Linked DNA regions of Arachis hypogaea: region 2 is linked to region 1. Evidence: chromatin contacts called from public Hi-C data. All regions are on one chromosome and are shown on one strand. The core of a region is the stretch at or near the end of the contact, and the rest is flanking DNA. Distances in the headings are between cores, read along the strand shown.

Evidence for each region. A called contact is a pair of places that touch in the nucleus more often than the background predicts.
Region 2: a Hi-C map of an unstated tissue shows a contact between it and region 1, with 2.6 times the contacts expected there. The contact joins the promoter of LOC112730335 here to the enhancer-like site in region 1. A contact is called at or near these places in 3 of 8 Hi-C or Micro-C datasets (leaf and an unstated tissue).

The regions. Positions count from the first base shown.
Region 1 is chr12:99,191,942-99,197,961 of arahy.Tifrunner.gnm2.J5K5, forward strand. No RefSeq gene overlaps it. Among protein-coding and RNA genes, the nearest start is that of LOC112727839, 10 kb to the left of the region's middle. Within about 2 kb of position 2,845, at least 2 of the 3 cell types and tissues checked have open chromatin away from gene starts, as enhancers often do.
Region 2 is chr12:99,232,399-99,238,092 of arahy.Tifrunner.gnm2.J5K5, forward strand. LOC112730335 (putative disease resistance RPP13-like protein 1) reads left to right here and starts at 1,382. Exons shown (of 4, transcript XM_029290786.2): 1 at 1,382-5,155; 2 at 5,542-5,694. The coding sequence starts at 1,553. The coding sequence ends at 3,208. It overlaps LOC140177084 (a long non-coding RNA gene), which reads left to right. Exons shown (of 2, transcript XR_011868771.1): 2 at 1-53.

The DNA of each region.
Region 1 (6,020 bases), core at 1,595-4,094:
GTCATGAAGTATTCCACTTTCATAAGAACAAAAAATAAACTATTAAATCTCATTAATCATAATCAAAATCAAATCAAGGATGTTGAGTAATTCACAACCTCTCTATGGGTCTAAAATGAAAACAAATAAAAGGAAAATAGTTCCTTCAAAAGAATATTAATGTCATTAATTAGTGTAAAAAAAGTTTTAGAATGAAAATATATAGTCATACACATTAGTTATTTAGAATTTTGGCCAGTAAAAATTAAACCTTTAAATCTCTATAGAAAACAATTATTGATAATGTCTATAAAAATAGCTATACTGAAAAACTTAACAAAAAATATATCATATTCCTCAAATATCAGAATTTCATAAATGATGCATTGTCAGTTCACTACAAACCAAAAAAAAAAAAAAATGCTGCAGCCTTCACTATTTTCATAACAATATGCACAAGGTCATAACTTATTATTCTTGTAAAAATGCACAAATCAAATTACAAAATAAAACAACAATTGAAAAAGATAGTTACCACTGAAGAGAGCCAACCAAGATTAAAGAATTAATCAACAACTATGGAAAGAGTAGACATTTCTCTACGAATAATAGTAATGCAATTTCATTTAAGGTGTAGAATCGAACCAAAAGATTAATGGCCATTGGAACTTAAATGTAAATCAAGAAATATGGTCTCCTATGCTATATTTACAAATCAATTTAAAATTAAAATAAAATAAAAAATAATAATCTTAAAACATAACTACTTTCCATTATTTAAGATCTAGAAAATACTATAAAAAAATACAAATTTTGAAGAAATAAAAAATAGGATATAACAATAAAATAGTAACAATAGTAATAACAATAATAATTTTAATGTCATAAAATATAAAACATGTTATTAAATAGTATTTTTTAATCTAACTCATACCAAATAGAAAAAGCGATATCATCATTAAGAGTGGGTATATGCATACAGACCATACTTTTTCATCATGGCCTAACAAAGTGAAAAAAGAAAATACAAAAATAGTTCCCCTATTCAATATCTAAGCAAAGAAATAAAATAAATTTCATTTCAAAAAAAAAAAACATGGATATCCATAAATCAAGAACTGAATTTTTTAATTTTTATTTCGTGAGCAAATTAATCAATCTTTAAATATTAAAATGATAGTTTGTTCCACAAGTCGACCAAAAATAGATAAATATTCCACACCTCACCACAAGAAGCAATTATCTTAATTTCTAATAACACAACTCCTAAATAAAAAATGTAAAATTTTTTAGTCCCTTAAACTTATTAAAATGTACAAATTATCCGATATACGTGCATTACACCTCTTTAAACTTTTAATTACGTGCAAATTGCTCCTTTGAGCTTCCCTAAGTTTGCAACTATTACACCCTAAACATGTGTTATTTTTACAACCAATCAATAGAATAATTATCACCAGGCCTAATTTACATACCTTAAAATGTTTAAAGGTTTAATTTATACACTTTTAATTCAAGGCCTAACACGTTCTTGAAGTAAAGTACAAAGAAGTGAAGTACAATTAACTTGACATTAGCATTCCTTGATTAAATGTAGAAAAAGTAAAGCAGAGGCAAGAAGATATGACAAAACAAGAGAGAAACTCGTATGATTAGTCAAAGAACACACTTATGCCGATAGCTGAAGTATTAAAAAAATGAACTATTAAAAAATGAAGATTATGAAAACAAATAAAAATAAAAAGTCATGGAAATAAGTTAAAATAAAAATGTAAAGATTATGAAAATAAATTAACATAAAAATAAATAGTTAATGAAAATTATTAATATAAGGATTATGAAAAATAAATGAAAAAATAATTAAGGATATATTTATTTTTTTTATAAAAAGATTTACTCCTCCTTCTTATAAATATTAATGAAAATATTTGGTCCTTCTTAATAAGTTTATTATTAAATCTTTTTAACGGTCTTTTAATCTAATTTTTCATGTTCTTTAATCTTATAAGATTTGAAGAGAAAAAAAAAATAAAAATTCTAATTACATTGATTAAATAAATAGTATGTCTACTTAGTAATTATCACTCATTTAAAATTACATGATTTTTTTTTTATTCTATTTCGTATGAGTTGATATTATAACATAATATCAGTGAATTTATTAAAATAGAAAGGATGTTGTTATTTTTATTTATTTTCATAATCTTCATTTTTTTATTTGTATTCTTATTTACTTATTCATGTTAATTAAAATTACTAAAATTAAAAAAATTATTTATATAACGATAACGAAATTAAATAATAAAATAATTAAAGATATCATTATCTCTTTGTAAAAGGATTTAATTTTTTTTCTTAAATATTGTACTTATAATTAAAAGTATTAGATAATAAATTTTTACTATTTGTAAACATAATTATTATCATCATATTGTAAACATAATAAGTTTTATGTATTAATAATTTGACTATAGCAATAATAAATATATTTTATATTATTATTATTAACATACATCATTCTCTCTTTTTTTTTTTTTTGTTTCTTTGTAAAAGTTTAAAACAATGTCCCGCTCGTTCTTGTTTTCTTAATCCATTTAAAAATGTAAAATCCTAACAGTTTTCATATTAGAACATAAATGATAAAAAGAAATTCAAAGGAGATTGTATAATCTCACGTTGTACAAAACAAGAAGCCCATTTACCCTAAGCAAATCCAAAACGTTTCGGCCCAATTTTCAAACATAATCACTCACATTAATAATAATTTTCTTAAACTAAAACTTGCACCAAGTATGACAACGTCTGCATCAACCTGTAGTGGCAGCCTTTTATGTTTGTAGTTCTTCATGCAAGTCAGACGAAGGAAGCTACGCGGTAATTGCCTTATGTACACACCTTACTATCTATATATATGGATGTTTTTTTCAATCCACACCACAGAACTTCTCTTTGAAATTTTGTTTTTTAAAGTAAAATTTATTTTAAAGAAAATTCAAAATTATAAAAAAATGACATGTCAGCACTAACTCTTCTTAGTTCACTAGTATAAAAGATTTATCTACATGCTTCCAGTATCAAATTGAGGCTGGAAGCCACTTTTTCTTTGTGGAAAGCGGTAAAGTTTCATCATGAATTATGTGAATTCAATCAGGGAAGCATTTCAGAAAGGTAAATTACTGCACACAAGGAAAGTGAGAACTGAAATCGCATAGCCTGGACACCCCCTCCGATGAGGTGGGTCAAGATTAACACATGGAGCTTCGATTGGAAACCCTGGAGAAGCTGGATGTGGGGGCTAATCCGAGATGAACAAGGAAGACGAGTAGCAGGATTTACCATGAATATTGGTATCTGTACAGCCTTTCAAGCGGAGATGTGGGGATTTTACAGGGGCTAAGCTAAGAACAGCTTGGGGATCTGGTCATTAGGAGAGTCATACTTGAGGCAATCTCTGTTCCGGCTCTGGAGGTACTAAAAAGAGGAAAGAGAAATCAGAATCACCCCAACTCTTTGGTGAGAAGTATTGAAGGTATAAGATGGGAATTGGCAAATTAGATTCACAGTTTCGCACACACATATCAGAAGGGGAAAAAAGAAGCTAATTGCTAATTGGTTGTCAAAAGAAGTCTCAAGACTAAGGATATTTCTTTGTTGATCACCCTACAAGAGAATTAAGTCAAATTATAATTTTTGGTTTCTCACGATATTCTTCAGTCTGGTAGGTCAAGGACTAATTGATTGTGGATTTGAGCTCTATTTAAGAATTCGCTGCTAGCCAATGAATTACTGTATCTACAAGACGGGATTCGAACCCCCTAATACTTGCTTAGACGGACTAATGAGTTAACTATTAGGCCAACATAAATTGGTATAAGACAAATTATGTTTGATGATGGTAGAAAAGCTTCTTTACCCCGATTAGTAGCTTTGTAGTTTCGATTTTCTTTGTGGGCTTTCATTTTAATAACAAAATAAAAATTGAGAAAATTACTAAATATACATACTAATACTATTTGTATTAGTGTATTCTAACTAGAGTTATTGTGTTATTCTTTCAAATAAAAATTAGATAGACGTGTTCTCTTAAATAAATAGTTATTTATTTTTTTGGCTTTTATCATTGTTTAATAAAGATGTAAGTGAAAATATAAGTTACTTTATGATATAATTTTATTAGCTGAATATTCTTTTGTTTATATAGTAATGTCAAAGGGATAACTGATTTGGTTTCAGGTGTCTTAGATTAAAGAATTTTATTTTGCATTTTGATCTTAATATTATGTATTTTGTTGAAACTGTCTTTCTCCCGTTATTTGACAGTCAAAAGCTACATCTGCTAATATAAAGGTTAATAGTCAAATTAGTTCATGAAAGATAAGATATTTTTTAAATTTATCTTTAAAAGATTTTTTTAATCAAATTAGTCTTTCAAAAATTACGAATTAATCATATTTATTCTTCAATTACTCCACTCACAATTTCGTCAACAATTAATGTGAAATATTAACTGATAGCATACATGACACATAACATGTTCAATTAGACGTTGACTAAATATATTTACGAAAATCTATTAATTTAGTCACTAGGTCATATTAGGAATATAATTTTTGTAATTGAAAAAATTGACTAAATTAATAAATTTTCATAAACATATTTAGTCAATATCCAATTAGATATATCAGGTATTATATATGTTATCAATTAACGTTTTATAACATCAATTTTTGAAAAAAATTGTTAATAAAGTGACTGTAGGACAAATATAATTAATTCATAATTTTTAAAGAACCAATTTAATTAAAAAAATCTTTTAAGAATGAATAAAAAATATCTTATCTTTCAAAAATAAATTTAACTATTAACCCTAAAAAAAATATAAGATGCTCGAGGAATAGTGCCTTACTTAGCACAAGAGAATAATGAAGTGTTTATTCCCTTGGTAGTACCATGTAGTGTTTGCCTTACTTTTGTGCATATACCTTGGCAAAGTAAGCACACTACATTCCGATGGGATAGTGTTTAGACCGGGGTGGCAGCATGTGATAAAAATATGTTATCGGTGAATGTTGAACTAAGGATTTTTCATTTAGTATAAAAAATTTTTGTTATTGAATCACGATCATTAATTAAAAATTTAATATTTTTGTTTATATAAAATCTAATTCTATTTTAGTAATATATAAATATAATATTATATCACAACATTTTATTTATATTTGTGTTATTAATTTAATAAAAAAAATTTATGTAAAATTAAATATTTGATGGTTATAATATTTATGAGACAATTGTATTATTTGTGAGATGATTGTGTAATTTGTATTGAATTTTTAATTTGTATATTCATTAAATTATATAATAATATTATATATTTGTGAAAATATACGGATAGGATCAGATATCAGCAAATAGAATTAGAGTTAGATTACTCTTAATTTGTGAATAAAATAACATTAAATTTTGGTAACAAATTCAATCTGTAAATAGAGAATTAGGGTTGAGTTTAAATTTTACTCTATTTATTGTCACCCTAATTTTTACATCACTCCCCATTTTTTTTAGTCTATTATCTTGAATTTATTGTTAATGAATTATTGTATCCACAGAATAAGATTTAAATTTTTTAACATTTGTTTAAACAGATTAGTGAATTAACTAAGTCAACTTAAATTGTTATAAGACAAATTATGTTTGATGAGGGTAGAAAAGCTTCTTTACCCTGATTAGTAGCTTTATAGTTTTGTTTTTCTTTCATGGGATTTCATTTTAATAACAAAATAAAAATTGAGAAAATTACTAAATGTATATACTAATACTATTTGTATTAGTGTGTCTAATTCGAGTGATTGTGTTATTCTTTCAAATAAAAATTAGATAGACGTCTTCTCTTAAATGAATAATTATTTTCATTTTTTTTGGCTTTTCTTATTGTTTGATAGAGATATAAGTGAAAATATAAATTACTTTATGATATAATTTTGTTAGCACAGTCTTTTTTGTTTAGATCCAAATTAAGTGCGATAATAATATCAAAGGGA
Region 2 (5,694 bases), core at 132-2,631, 39 kb after region 1:
AGATCTTCTTTGAGCTGTATGATTACTGATTTTTTTTTTCTGTTCCGGTCTAACATTTGCAGCTATTGAAAATTGTAGCAGAGAAATTTATGTTTGTCTAGATATAGAAGCAATATAATTGAACAGCTTTACGAAGCCAAAATTTTTTAATGTCATTGTGAAAATTGTATAAACCTCCGCAATACATTGCATATAGAATTACGGTTGTGGCGGTTATACTAGTCGTTGCTGAAAACCGCGTAAACACTAATCTATGTGCGACAAACCACACGCTGGAATGCAGTTTTGCTGCGATTTAATTTTTCGTGTGTGTTGTAGGAGTGACTTTTTATATACATATAACATCATTTCTAAAAGTAGAGAGTATTGATGCTATCTCATGTATTTCAAGTGGGTAGCAAAGAGAATGATGACGAGGAGACTTAAAATAGAGAATAAAGAAAAAGAAAAAGAGGTGATCCCTTCCATCATCTTGTATTTCAAGTGAGTGGCAAAGAGAATCATGACGAGGAGACTTAAAACTTGAAAGAAAAGAAAAGAAAAGAGAATAAAGAAAAAAGAGGCGACCCCTTCAAAATTGCAACAGCCAAGAGAAATTGTTATAGCATATCAATTAATGATAATCTATTTGTGAATTTGTGTGCTTCGGGTATCTTCTATGTGATGGTTTTGAAGACAGTCCAATAATACTGTGTCAGCACTTGTACTCATTCAATCTCTTAAATTAACAGTCTAACTCTTAATGTTTAACGAAAAAACTAAGATCAATGAGAATACAAGATAAAAAATTTTTGGTCGAATAAACTATTCTAAATTTCTAATAGAAGGACGACTACAACAACAACATCAACGTCAACAGAGTCTGTCACCAAAAAAGAAAACATCAACAGAGTCTTATATATGCTAGTGCGGGGGCTAAACTATTCTGAAATATTACTATTATTATTTCCCTATATCAATAAAATGATAAACCATTAAAAGAAACAATTTCTTATTATTATAATAAGATTGAAGTTGATAATCTCTAGCTGGCCGGAGTCTTATAAGATAATGATGCAGGAATAAATAAAATGAGATTTTAGAAGTTTTATTTAGTTTCTGCACTAATAATGTTTTTATGAAGGAACTGAATCGTTATTTAATCTTATTGACGATATCATTATTGTTATAATTGTTGAGGAATATATTTACGCAACTGGTATCACCTAATTTAAGTTTAATAGTTTATCATATAATTAATTAATTTTTTTTTACTAAAGATAAAAAAATTCAAATTCGTAATCTCTTAAATAAGTATAAATAGACTATATTATTTAAATTATAATTCATTAGGGATGTAATTAATTAATTAATTATTAATTGTTATAGATACTTTAGCAGTGCACAAATATATGTGGGTCAATGTTATGGAACCCAGTAAAGAACGTTGTTGGTGCACTGCAAACTGCAAACCCTTGAAATCCCTTGTGCTTGCTACAATAGCTTTTCTCATCACCTTCCAATCTTTCTTTCTTGTGATCTCATCATCTCCTGAACTTGAGGCTCAATAATCATGGTTGCAAAACTTCAGGGTAGAGCTTATCTTTCATCTTTTGTTGATGCTGTTTTGGACAAGCTGTCTGCACTCGATGCCAACTCAACTCCAATAGCAAGAAAGTTAGCTGACCAGAAGTTGTTTCGAAGTCTGAGGGCGAGTCTCCGTGCAACTCGCCTTGTGCTTGATGATGCTGAGCAGAAGCAGATCAGAGACCAAGAAGTCAGGAAGTGGGTTGTTGATCTCCAAGATGCTCTCTATTTGGCTGATGACCTGCTGGAAGAAATCTCCACTAAAGCTGCTGCTGTCACTCAAAGGGATCCAGGTAACTCTTCTTCCTGGTCTCACTATGTTGATTCAATCTTAGAAGATAGTGATGATGGTGAAATGGGGGTAGTAACTAGCATGCAAGACTTAGTTGATAAACTAGAGTCTATCGTTAAGGAGAAAGATGATCTTGATCTAAAGCAAGAGCTTGCCGAAGATCCAGAGGACATGTCATGGAGAATTCAATCGTCACTGCTTGAAAGTTTTGATATATATGGAAGGGATGATGACAAGGAGGCCATACTTGGATTCTTGTTAGATGACACTTGCAATGATAAATTGTCTGTGATGTCTATAGAAGGCATTGGTGGAATTGTAAAAACTACTTTGGCTCAGTGGGTTTATAATGATGCCAGAGTTAAGGGGAAGTTTGCTCCTAAAGCATGGGTGTGTGTTGCTACAAGATTTGATCCTATTAGTGTTTCAAAGGCTATAATAGAGGATATAACTTCTACTCCTTGTGACTTGGTTAACTTGAATTCACTTCAAACTCAATTGAAGAAAAAGTTAACAGAGAAGACATTTTTGGTTGTCTTAGATGATGTTTGGGATAATCAACAAAATTTGTGGGACAGTTTTCTAAAACCTTTTCTGAGTGGAAATAAAGGAAGTAAAATTCTTTTAACCACTCGTAATAAAAATATTGATTCTGTAGTATCAACTATGAATCGACATTACAAATTAAACACATTGTCTCCCAATGATTGTTGGTTAATGTTTCTGAAACATTCATCAATCTCTACTAATTCTACACAATATCCAATTCTAGAAAAAATTGGTAGAAAAATTGTTGAAAAATGTAAGGGATTACCTTTGGCAGTGAAGACACTTGGGGGTCTATTGCGCAATAAGCATATTAAAGGGTATTGGGAGCATATACTAGATACTAAAATTTGGGAACTTTCGGAAGATGAGAGTAAGATTATTCCAGCATTAAGAGTTAGCTATCATTACCTTCCTTCACATTTAAAGAGGTGTTTTGTTTATTGCTCATTATACCCTGAGGATTATCAATTCAACAAAAAAGAATTAATCTTGCTATGGATGGCTGAAGATTTTGTGCGTCCAACAGAAAACAACACCCTAGAAAATATTGGTTGTGAATATTTTGATGAATTAGTTGCAAGGTCATTTTTTCAACCTTCTAGTGGAGATGTTAGCTTATTTGTAATGCATGACCTCATGCATGATCTAGCAACATCTTTTACTGAGAAATTCTATTTTAGAGTCCAAGAATTTGGGATCCTACAAAAGATTTGCAACAGAATTCGTCATTTGTCATATACTACAAATCCTAGGGATCCAATCTTAAGTTTTGGAGAGGCCTATAATAGAGCATGCATATGAGAACATTTCTAAATGTTAATGTTCATTTTGCATCAATTCATATTGAAAATGAACTTTTGTTCTCACTTTTACAATTGAGGTGTTTAAGAGTTTTATCATTTAAATATTTTTTTATTGAGTCATTGCCTGATTCAATAGAAAATCTGATCCATTTATATTATTTGGATCTCTCTTACACACCTATTGTCAGATTGCCCGAGTCATTGTGTAAATTATACAATCTCCAAACTTTGAAGTTGAGTTATTGTAATAAGCTAGAGATGCTTCCTAGCCGCATGCAAGATCTTGTGAACTTGCGCCATCTTAATATTGAAGAAACTTTTTCGTTGATAGAGATGCCAAAGGGAATGAGCAATTTAAAACACTTGAATTCATTGTGGCACTATATTGTCGGGAGGGATAAAGAGAATGGGATAAGAGAATTGGGAACACTTGACAATCTCCATGGCTCACTTTGCATTTCCAACTTAGAGAATGTCAACAACAGTTGTGAAGCTTCAGAGGCAAAGATGAGTAACAAGAAGCACATCAACATTTTAGAATTGAAATGGCTTTCACATTGTGATATTGATATTGTTGATTTTCAAAATGAGAGAGAGATACTTAACAAGTTACAACCTCACCGAAACTTGAAAGAGTTATCAATTGTGGGTTATAGGAGTGAAACATTCCCAAACTGGTTAGGCTTAGGTCTATCTTGCTACTCCAATATGACCAAATTGAGAATGAATGGTTGTAAGAATTGTCGTCAGCTTCCTTCGCTGGGACAGTTACCGTCTCTGCAGCATATGGAGTTATTTGGACTTGATGGGTTGGAGAGGATTGGTGGTGAGTTTTACAAGAACGGTGAATCATCTCATGAGGGGACGCACTTCAGATCCCTTCAAAGTCTGGCATTTCATAGAATGCATGGTTGGCGAGAGTGGCATATTCCTGATGGGTTTGATGGATTTCCTAAACTCAAAAGGCTTTCAATACATGATTGTCCGGTGTTAAGTGGAGATCTGCCAGCTCACCTTCCGGCTCTGGAGCAACTTACCATTTGGAAATGCGAAGAGCTTGCGCTTTCACTTCAGAGAGCTCCCCAGCTCCACCAATTACTTGTAATGGGTACTGCGTGCTATAGGAATTCGGCACGGTGTGAGGTATTAATTTCAGAAACTCGGCAAACCAAGTCCGCATTGAAGTGCCTGCCCCGCATCCAATCGGTGTATCTCCAAGCTTTGATAATCAAGGATTGTTGGTCAGCCATATCAATTTCAGGAGATTATTTGCCCGCTACATTACAATATCTCCAAATCTGTAATTGTTCAAAATTAACATTCTCAGAGCCATTGCAACACACGTGGCTAAGGGAGATATTTGTGTACAAGTGTGATTCATTGACGTTGTTTCCGTTACTGGCTCTTCCAAATCTCAAGGCACTCTCAATCACATATTGCCCCCATTTAGTATCCATGCCGGAGCTAAGGTTTGTTGCGCCCCACCTAGAGACGCTGTATATAGCATATTGCCCAGAAATGGATTCTTTTGGAGAGGAGTGCCTCCCGCGGAGCTTGACAACTCTTCGGATCCATAATTGCCAGAAACTAGCGAGGTGGATAACATCCAATGGTTTGCGGAGTCAAGGCCTTACCCATCTTATCCTTACTTTTTGGAAGGAAGTTAAGTCATTCCCAAGAGAGGGTTGCCTTCCTACTTCCCTCGAGTCTCTACAATTGTGGTACTTTTCAAATCTGGAGACGCTAGACTGCAAGGGACTTCACCATCTGACCTCCCTCCAACAATTAACAATTAAATACTGTCCAAAGCTGGAGAATTTCACACAAGAAAACCTTCCTGCCTCTGTAGCAAAACTCCGCATTGGGGAAGAATCTCCTTTGAGGCGCAAACTGGAAGAGATGAACGATCCACGAATTCAATATAAACCTGATGACTATTTTATAGGTAAGTAATTAGGAAGGAAACGACTTTCTTTACTTATGTCATCAAATATCAATTCTTTATTTATTTTTTATTTCTGTCATTTTGGGCACTTACGAAACAATTTATAGATTTAGAAGGACTTCCAATTTTAAATTCAGTTTGATAAAGTTCTATGTTTTTCACCCATCTTGCATTTCTCCCTAATTTGACCTCATCGAATTCTATTATGTATTGCTGATCTGACTTTTGTCAGCTTCAATCCAAATTGATCTACCCAACATTCTTGCAATCTTTTTTTTTTTGTGGGGAGAGGGTTATGAAAAAAATAAAAAGCCTTAATGTTACTATCCCATTATGCTTCTATATCTACAATCACTAGTATACTCATTGGTTTCCATTTATAATAGGATCCGTCAACAATTTAGAAATACTAATGAGGATTTGAGGCAAGGTGGGACTTGGAGTACTCTGAAGTAAGTTTTAGCATTTGTTCATGTTTATAAGAACATATGGATCAGTTTGTTATACCAATGAATCTGTCTAGAACCACGAACTATTTC